Linked DNA regions of Triticum aestivum: region 1 is linked to region 2. The links are chromatin contacts, called in public Hi-C maps. All regions are on one chromosome and are shown on one strand. Each heading gives the region's core, a stretch centred on a gene start, on an enhancer-like site or on the middle of the called end of the contact. The rest is flanking DNA. Distances are from core to core; before and after follow the strand shown.

Evidence for each region. Hi-C and Micro-C count contacts between places; a contact is called where the count stands out from the background.
Region 1: a contact with region 2 is called in a Hi-C map of leaf, with 4 times the contacts expected there. The contact joins the promoter of LOC123123548 here to the promoter of LOC123126024 in region 2. A contact is called at or near these places in 2 of 5 Hi-C or Micro-C datasets (both in leaf).

The regions. Positions count from the first base shown.
Region 1 is chr5D:532,781,194-532,784,562 of IWGSC CS RefSeq v2.1, reverse strand. It overlaps LOC123123548 (mitochondrial import inner membrane translocase subunit TIM10), which reads left to right and starts at 1,918. Exons shown (of 6, transcript XM_044544072.1): 1 at 1,918-2,064; 2 at 2,150-2,211; 3 at 2,324-2,376; 4 at 3,345-3,369. The coding sequence starts at 2,167. It overlaps LOC123123550 (transcription termination/antitermination protein NusG), which reads right to left and starts at 1,776. Exons shown (of 6, transcript XM_044544075.1): 1 at 1,340-1,776; 2 at 738-916; 3 at 1-252. The coding sequence starts at 1,753.
Region 2 is chr5D:532,647,555-532,651,202 of IWGSC CS RefSeq v2.1, reverse strand. LOC123126024 reads left to right here and starts at 1,527. Exons shown (of 2, transcript XM_044546443.1): 1 at 1,527-1,784; 2 at 3,400-3,648. The coding sequence starts at 1,662. The coding sequence ends at 3,435.

The DNA of each region.
Region 1 (3,369 bases), core at 669-3,168, 130 kb before region 2:
TGAACACTGGCACCGAGCGTAAAAGTGTCGTTGCTGGAGGCACCTTTTGTAGTTGATTTCTTGACCTGTTTCTTGATCTTATTAATTAACATAAGTTCAGAGTCTTCAACGGGTTTACCAAAAGACCCCTTATCCCAGTTTTCCAAGTCTTCAAATTCTTTGTCAGCTTTCTCTTGTTCCTCCTTTTCCTTTTTAATAATCGACTCGACTTCTTCAACTGGAATAGGTTTAGGCTTCTTAATCTGCCTTTTACTGCACGGTGGAAGTATTAGTATAATGGCAGCCACAAGAAGGGAAAACTGATCATACAACATATATGAGATACAATCAGCTGCTGTATATATCGAACATCTACTATCACTCATACACTGCTACAATTACAGCAAACAAGTTATTGCTTCGAACAAGATCTTCATGTGAAGTGCACATAGCACCATTGTGCTCCAAAAAGAAATCCGGATCATTAAATTGGTGCGCTAGCTGTTTTTGGGTAAATTGGGTACTGAGTAATGCGTGTTTGTCACTTTGTGAGTTAAAGGATGATTCTAAACTATGGACGGCATACGGTTTGTACAATATCAATACTCTAGATTGCAAACACTTGAAAAATCCAGGGTGGCAAGCTATCTAACAGAGCTGTATAAGCAAGAGCATGGATAATTCGAACAAGAACATCGAAGCAAAGAGCAAATAAAGTTTCAGACAGAGGTTTGATGAATGTGCTAAGAAGTACCCACATAGATCCTCTTGTGGCTCCAATAAAACCATAACAACCTTCAGTGTCTCTGATAAAATCATGAAGCTCCTTGTTTAATGTGCAATACAGAAAGACCAGCCCAGGATGCAGAGGCTTTGACTTGGTACTGATCAAACCACTTTTCAGCCTCTTCTTCACTTGGATTGCTGGGTTGTAAATCTGCAGATATATGTTATGCAAATAAGAGGGGGAGTTGAAGGCTGTCTTTCGTTGGGTTCACCTCACATCTCACTAACCCAAATTTTACCATGATTGATTGTATGATTAAAGGAATAAGAACTAGAAACTTTTTAGTTACTGAAAACTGAAACACGACGGCAAGCGTCGCCATGAGAATTCACAACCAATAGCCAAATGCATTCTCACAGGTTTCGTTATGCATAACTTCTCTGCACATGTGAAATTTAAGTAGTGGTGATCAGAGTTTTGCACGGCGGCATTGCTCATAGCACAATCCAGACACCCCATGGCACATTACGCTTCAGGTGTTCGGCAAAATGCTCATGAGAGAGGCCAGTGATCTAAACGAGCGACCCATAGCTCCATTCGGGGGGCGAGAGGAGAGACTAGGGGCGATACTACCTTGAAGGACACCTCGGAGAAGCGGCGGGCGACGGCCTTGGTGATGAGGTCGACGTAGTCGGTGCCGGGGGCCATGGAGACGCGCACGAGCCACCACTGCGGGCCGTGCTCGGCGAGGAAGTCGAGGTTGAGCTCCTCCCGCCACGTCCGCTTCGGCGGCTTCTTCCGACGCCGCGCCGGCTCGTGGATGAGCCGCTCCTCCACCTCCTCCTTCCAGTCCCGCGCCTTGAGCTCCCTCGCCTCCCTCCGCCTCTCCCGCCTCTCCCGCGCCGTCAGCTCCCCGTCCCCGCCGTCCGCCGCCGAGGCCGAGGCCGATGCCGACAGCGACACCACCGACGCCGCGGCGGCCCGCGGCGCCGCCGCGAGGGCGCAGCGGCACGGGAGCCGCAGGAGTGGATAGACCACCAAGCTCATTGCTCCCAGCTCTCTCAAGCCGCTCGGGAACGAAGCGATTTAACTTACTTTAAAAAAATAGAGCCGCTTATCACCTGCCGGCCCAGAAACGTGGGCCTTGGGCCGGCGAACATACTCGGGCCTGTAGGCCCATTGGAGTTAGTGCGAAGCCCATATGAGGCGCGCAGGTGCCCCCCTCCTCCAAGAAAGAAGGAGGGCAAAACCCTAGAGCTTTTCTCGCCGCTGCTCCAGCGTTCCCCTTCGCGACCGCGGCATCTCGACCACCGCCGCCGCCGCCGCCCAGCTCGCGAGATCTCCGGCCCCCCTTCCCCGTAAGAAACGCCGTCTTGCTCCCCGTCCCTTCCCCGGATGAATCCCTTGCTTAGATCGGTGCGCTCGGCGATTCTGTCTGTGCAGGCTAAGGCGTCGCGACAATGGCTGCTCCCAAGGACGTGCGGAGCGAGCTGGAGAAGGAGATGGTACGCGCGCCGATTTTAGCTTCCGAATTTTGATGTTTTATTATGTGTGGTTGCGCGATTTCGATTTGGAGAGTTTGTGATGAGGTTAACTGACGGTGGTTGCGCGATGCAGATGTTCGGGATGGCGGAGAAGGAGATGGAGTACCGGGTCGAGCTTTTCAACCGGTGAGTGATTCGCCTGTTAGTTGCTTGCCACCTGGGTGGGGCTTGTGGGATCAGATCACTGGTTGATGCAATGAGGTTACTTATGTAGTCTGAAGTAGAAATTGCTTGCACTTGTCGTGGCGCTGCAGACGGATGAGTAGCCTAAATTAGTTTGACAATTATAAGCCTGGTGTAAAATGTTTTTACTGCTTCAGTGATTTCCTTGGGAACTCTTTCTCCTTCAGCTATGACAAGTGGTTGCCATGCTCTGCACCGGCAACTCTGAATAGAACTGCTTGATTGATCTGGGAACAATGACATTGTTGAACCGCTTAATAGGATGGTCTTCCCTGAACCTATTTGCCCGCAAATAATGTGTGTGCACTACTGTTACTCTACCCCTAATTGCATAATGTAGTTTCACAGTTATAAACCTGTTGTTTATGTGCCGAGAACTATGAATAGAGCTGTTTGATGAGCTGAGAATAATGACATTGTCGAACTGCCTAGTAGAATGATCTTCCATGAAGCTGCAATTAATGTGTGGGATGCTTGTTAATGTACTCCTATATACCACCTACTAGTCACATTGATCAGGAGGAGAGGTAGCATCACGTAATTTAGTTATGTTGGCATGCTATTACTTGTAAGTTGTAACTTGTAAGCACCAAGATGCCGTGTGCTTTGCTGGTAGTAGATACTCACTTATTCTCATTTGTTGCTTCCTAATCTAAACTAGATTAATGATGACAAGAGAGAATTTTGTGTTTTGTTTGTGTGTTCCAAATACGCTTGCATAGGCAGCTTCTTGTGAAATGTCAGTCTGACATTATTATAGGGCTGATAAATATTTAGCAGCCTCACCATGGTGTATCATCCACTCTGTACTCTTCTTGCTTGGAGATAGTTAGATTGTGCCACATTATTCCTGAATCCCTTTTTTATTGTATACACATCTTGATGCCGTGAGCCAATTTTTTTTTATGCAGGCTTACACATGTTTGTTTTGAGAAG
Region 2 (3,648 bases), core at 278-2,777:
ATTGCGACCATCTATTTGCGTTGCCCCAAAAACAAACAGTGAGGGGAAGGGACCCGTTTCTTCTGCCAGGGTGTAGAGTTAGGATTAGGGTTCAAACTTTGTTTCTGAATCCCCGGATGGCGGCTACGCTAACACTGTGAATAAGTAATCCATGTCCCAGGCACAGCTCGACAACGCCCTCTACGACAAAGTCAAGGGACCCAAGGGAGTTGTCTTTCGCCGCTACTCCTATGTGGAGGATCTAGCGTTCTAGGCGACAACCTCTCCGATGGCAGTTTTGCCTTTCTTCTTCAACAACATCAAGGAAAGACGGTGGTTACAAGGCCAATGACGTTCAGGGTTGTTTCCTAACTGACGTTCCACAAATATAACTGCTCCTTTATTCAGTTCTGAAAGCTTCGATGCGATTAAGCACTGACAGTCCGTTGGTTTGCCTCCGACGATAACGTTGAAGGAAGACGACCTGCTCGTTCCAGGTACACCACGATAACCACCCGGCCACCTGCTTCGGAAGTGACTGATTACGTTCTTTTTAGTTGATTTACTTACTGTTTTTTTGAACGGGTTTGTTCATTTTTTCTTTTTCTTTTTTTTTCTTTTTTGTTCTTTATTCTCACACTTTTTGATAGATGATAAATGCGCGAAGTATTTTTCAATCTGTGAACTTTTTTTCGAATCGATGAATTTTTTTTGAATTCAATGAACTTCTTTCCAAGTTGATGAACTCTTTTTCAATCCGTGAACTTTTTTTTGAATTTTATGAACTTTTTTTCAGATCGATGAACTATTTTCAAACTTCGATGAACTTTTTTCAAATTTGTGAACTTTTTGTAAATTCGATGAAGTTTTTCTTAAAATCGATGAACTTTTTTGAAATTAGATGAACTTTTTTTCAAAATTGGTTAACTTTTTTTCAAGTACAATGAACTTTTTCAAAACAAATCAATGAACCTTTTGAATTTTGGTGAACTTTTTTCCAAATTCAATGAACTTTTTTTCGAATTCAATGATTTTTTTCAAATTCAATGAATTTCTTTCAACTAAGCTGAATTTTTCTTAAAATTTGGTGAAATTTTTTAAATTCACGAACTATTTCCACTTTTACAAATTTTTTTGATTGATACAAACTTTTCTTTTATTCACATAATTTATAGCGGATATATAATACTTATATACTCCTATGTTTAAGTTTTGTACCGAAAGAAGTGTCAAATAGTATTGTTTCCTCTGGTAATCAACAAACTGAGTTTGGTTGGTTGGTTAACGTGATTAGTATTGACATTGGAGACGGGAGTTTGAGTCCCAGTCCACACGATATATCTGAGTTTTTTTCCTTCTAGCGGTGAGAGCGAATATTTTTGGGCCACGGCTCAGTACGGTCTTCTGTGAGCGCCATCGCGCGTAACGGGCGCTGAACGCGCTGATTAGGAGCTCCCAACTTCACAAGTGTGAATTTTAAGCCGATTTGTGTATGTTGGGCCAGGCCACACACATGCCCAGCATTCAACTACCCAGAAGCCAACAGCCCACGGCCCACAGGCCGAACTAGTAGGCCAACTCGAGGTTTCTCCCCTCGTGGCACGCACGCAGACCAACGGAATCGGGCGACGAGGGTTTCTGCGCTCCAACATCCCGGCGTCGAGGAAGAGAAGGCGGCGGAGATGGCGGTGATGGACACGGCGTTCAAGGCGCTGACGGCGGGGCTGGGCGTGGCGACGCTCTACCTGGCCGGCTCCTTCTCCTTCAATGTCTACCGCGGCCTCGCCTGGCACTCCGAGCAATCCGTAAGCGCCGCCGTTCCCTCGTCGCCGCGTGAGCCCTTGGTGTGTGTGTGGGGGGGGGGGGGGGGGGGGGGGGGGGGGGGGGGGGGGGGGGGGGGGGGGGGGGGATTCCTCCCCCAGCTCGCCCTGCCGCCTATTCGTGCCGAATCCTCCCCCTTCCGCTGGGCCTGCGAAATCAGAGCAGATTTATACTGTTTGTGTATTTGTTGAATGCGTGGTTGCGCTCTGACGCGAGATGCGGAGGCGCGTGAGAGGGTTGACGCAGGCGTGTGATTAGTTGCCGCGTTCATGGTGTAGGTGCCAGGGCATGATCGGTGCCGTGCGTAGTTGGGGGCGGGGTATGATCCAGGGATCTCTATGTGTGTTCTTCCATGTTTACATTGGGGAAAACCTGAGATTTCTTAGCCGTCTATCGCTGTTTTGCTTATGCCATTGTGGTTGTTGGTGTTAGCCGCAGTAGTGGAGGATCATGTATTCACAATGTTGGTTTCATACTCTGTATTATTCTGTAGAAGCCAGAGTCTGTGTTTTTTAGGCCGAAAAAAAAAGTGAGGCATGCCTGCTTTTACTTGAGCGACGAATGGGAACTGAATTTGCTTTTGGATACCCCTTTATGTCAAAAAATTAGCTTGCTATGTCAAAATAGCGCAGCCCCTAAAATCCGCTATAGCGAAGCTATATTACACTATAACCGAACGATTGTACACTGATTCCATTTAGAGAGACATTGCTCAGAACGCTAGCTATTAGCTTAGCGGTGCTATACAGCGTTATTTAAATCAGTGATGTCTAGTGCTGTGGCCATCCTCGTTATCTTTAGAATGGACTGGCTACAGCGCCGGCATCCACGCCCATGTGACGTCAGCTTGAATCTCCATGAACGCATCATGCGCGGACTGCTTTGCTGATCAGACAGTGTGACACTCGTCGCGCCGTAAGCCCAGTCTCACACGTTCGCGCTTTAAGTTTTCCGTTTAGAATAGCATGTCTACAGATTATTTGGGTTTTTGGGTAGACTGAGTATTTGATGCAGTTTTATTTAACTGTTAGTCACTTCTGGGGGATTACATGCCTGCATTTATATGAGGCATATGCCCATAATGTAATTGACGATCAAATTGTGAGCTTTAATATGTTTATTGAATTAAGCTAGTCAACATTATCACACTATCCGTAACTTCCACTCTTCAATGTGTCTGAATGATCAGGTATGCAATGAAGGTTATTAGAATTTTTGGTAAAGTACAGAATGAAGGATGAGTAGGAAACCTGTTGGCTCTTCTTGATTTATCTGGGGAAACCTATATTTGTGAAACCATGTTGATTATACGTAAATCTGTCTTGGTTCAGTAAATCATTCATTATTGGCTGAAAGGAAATGATTGCAGCACCCGCTGATGATAAAATGCAGCTTCAGATAAGAGGAATTGCAGGCAATAGTTGTGTGCTTAACTTACTCATCTGTATGCTTTTTGGTACATATAGACAAAACTAATGAGGCTGCCACTTGTGTTTCTCAGAATTTCTAAGTCGTTTTGCGCTCTGATATTTGCTGCATGTAATGTCATTGTGTAACTTGTTCTGAAATGCATTCTAACTTCTTTTGGATGCGTTACAGAAGCTAGAAAAGGAAAAGGAGAAGAGTGAAGATTGAGAAGGAAGGACGGCGCGTTAGTGTCGGACACTACCAACCAAAAGGACCTACAAGAAATCTCACCTTTTGATGATGTGTGGTCATTCGTGATTATGTTTTCTGGGACTGATTTCCAGGCAGTTCCTTTGATGTAATATAGATTCAGGATTTGGATGATCATACATCTTTAAGTGCTCTCAGTTTTTACATATTTCTGCGTTGCTCTAAACATAA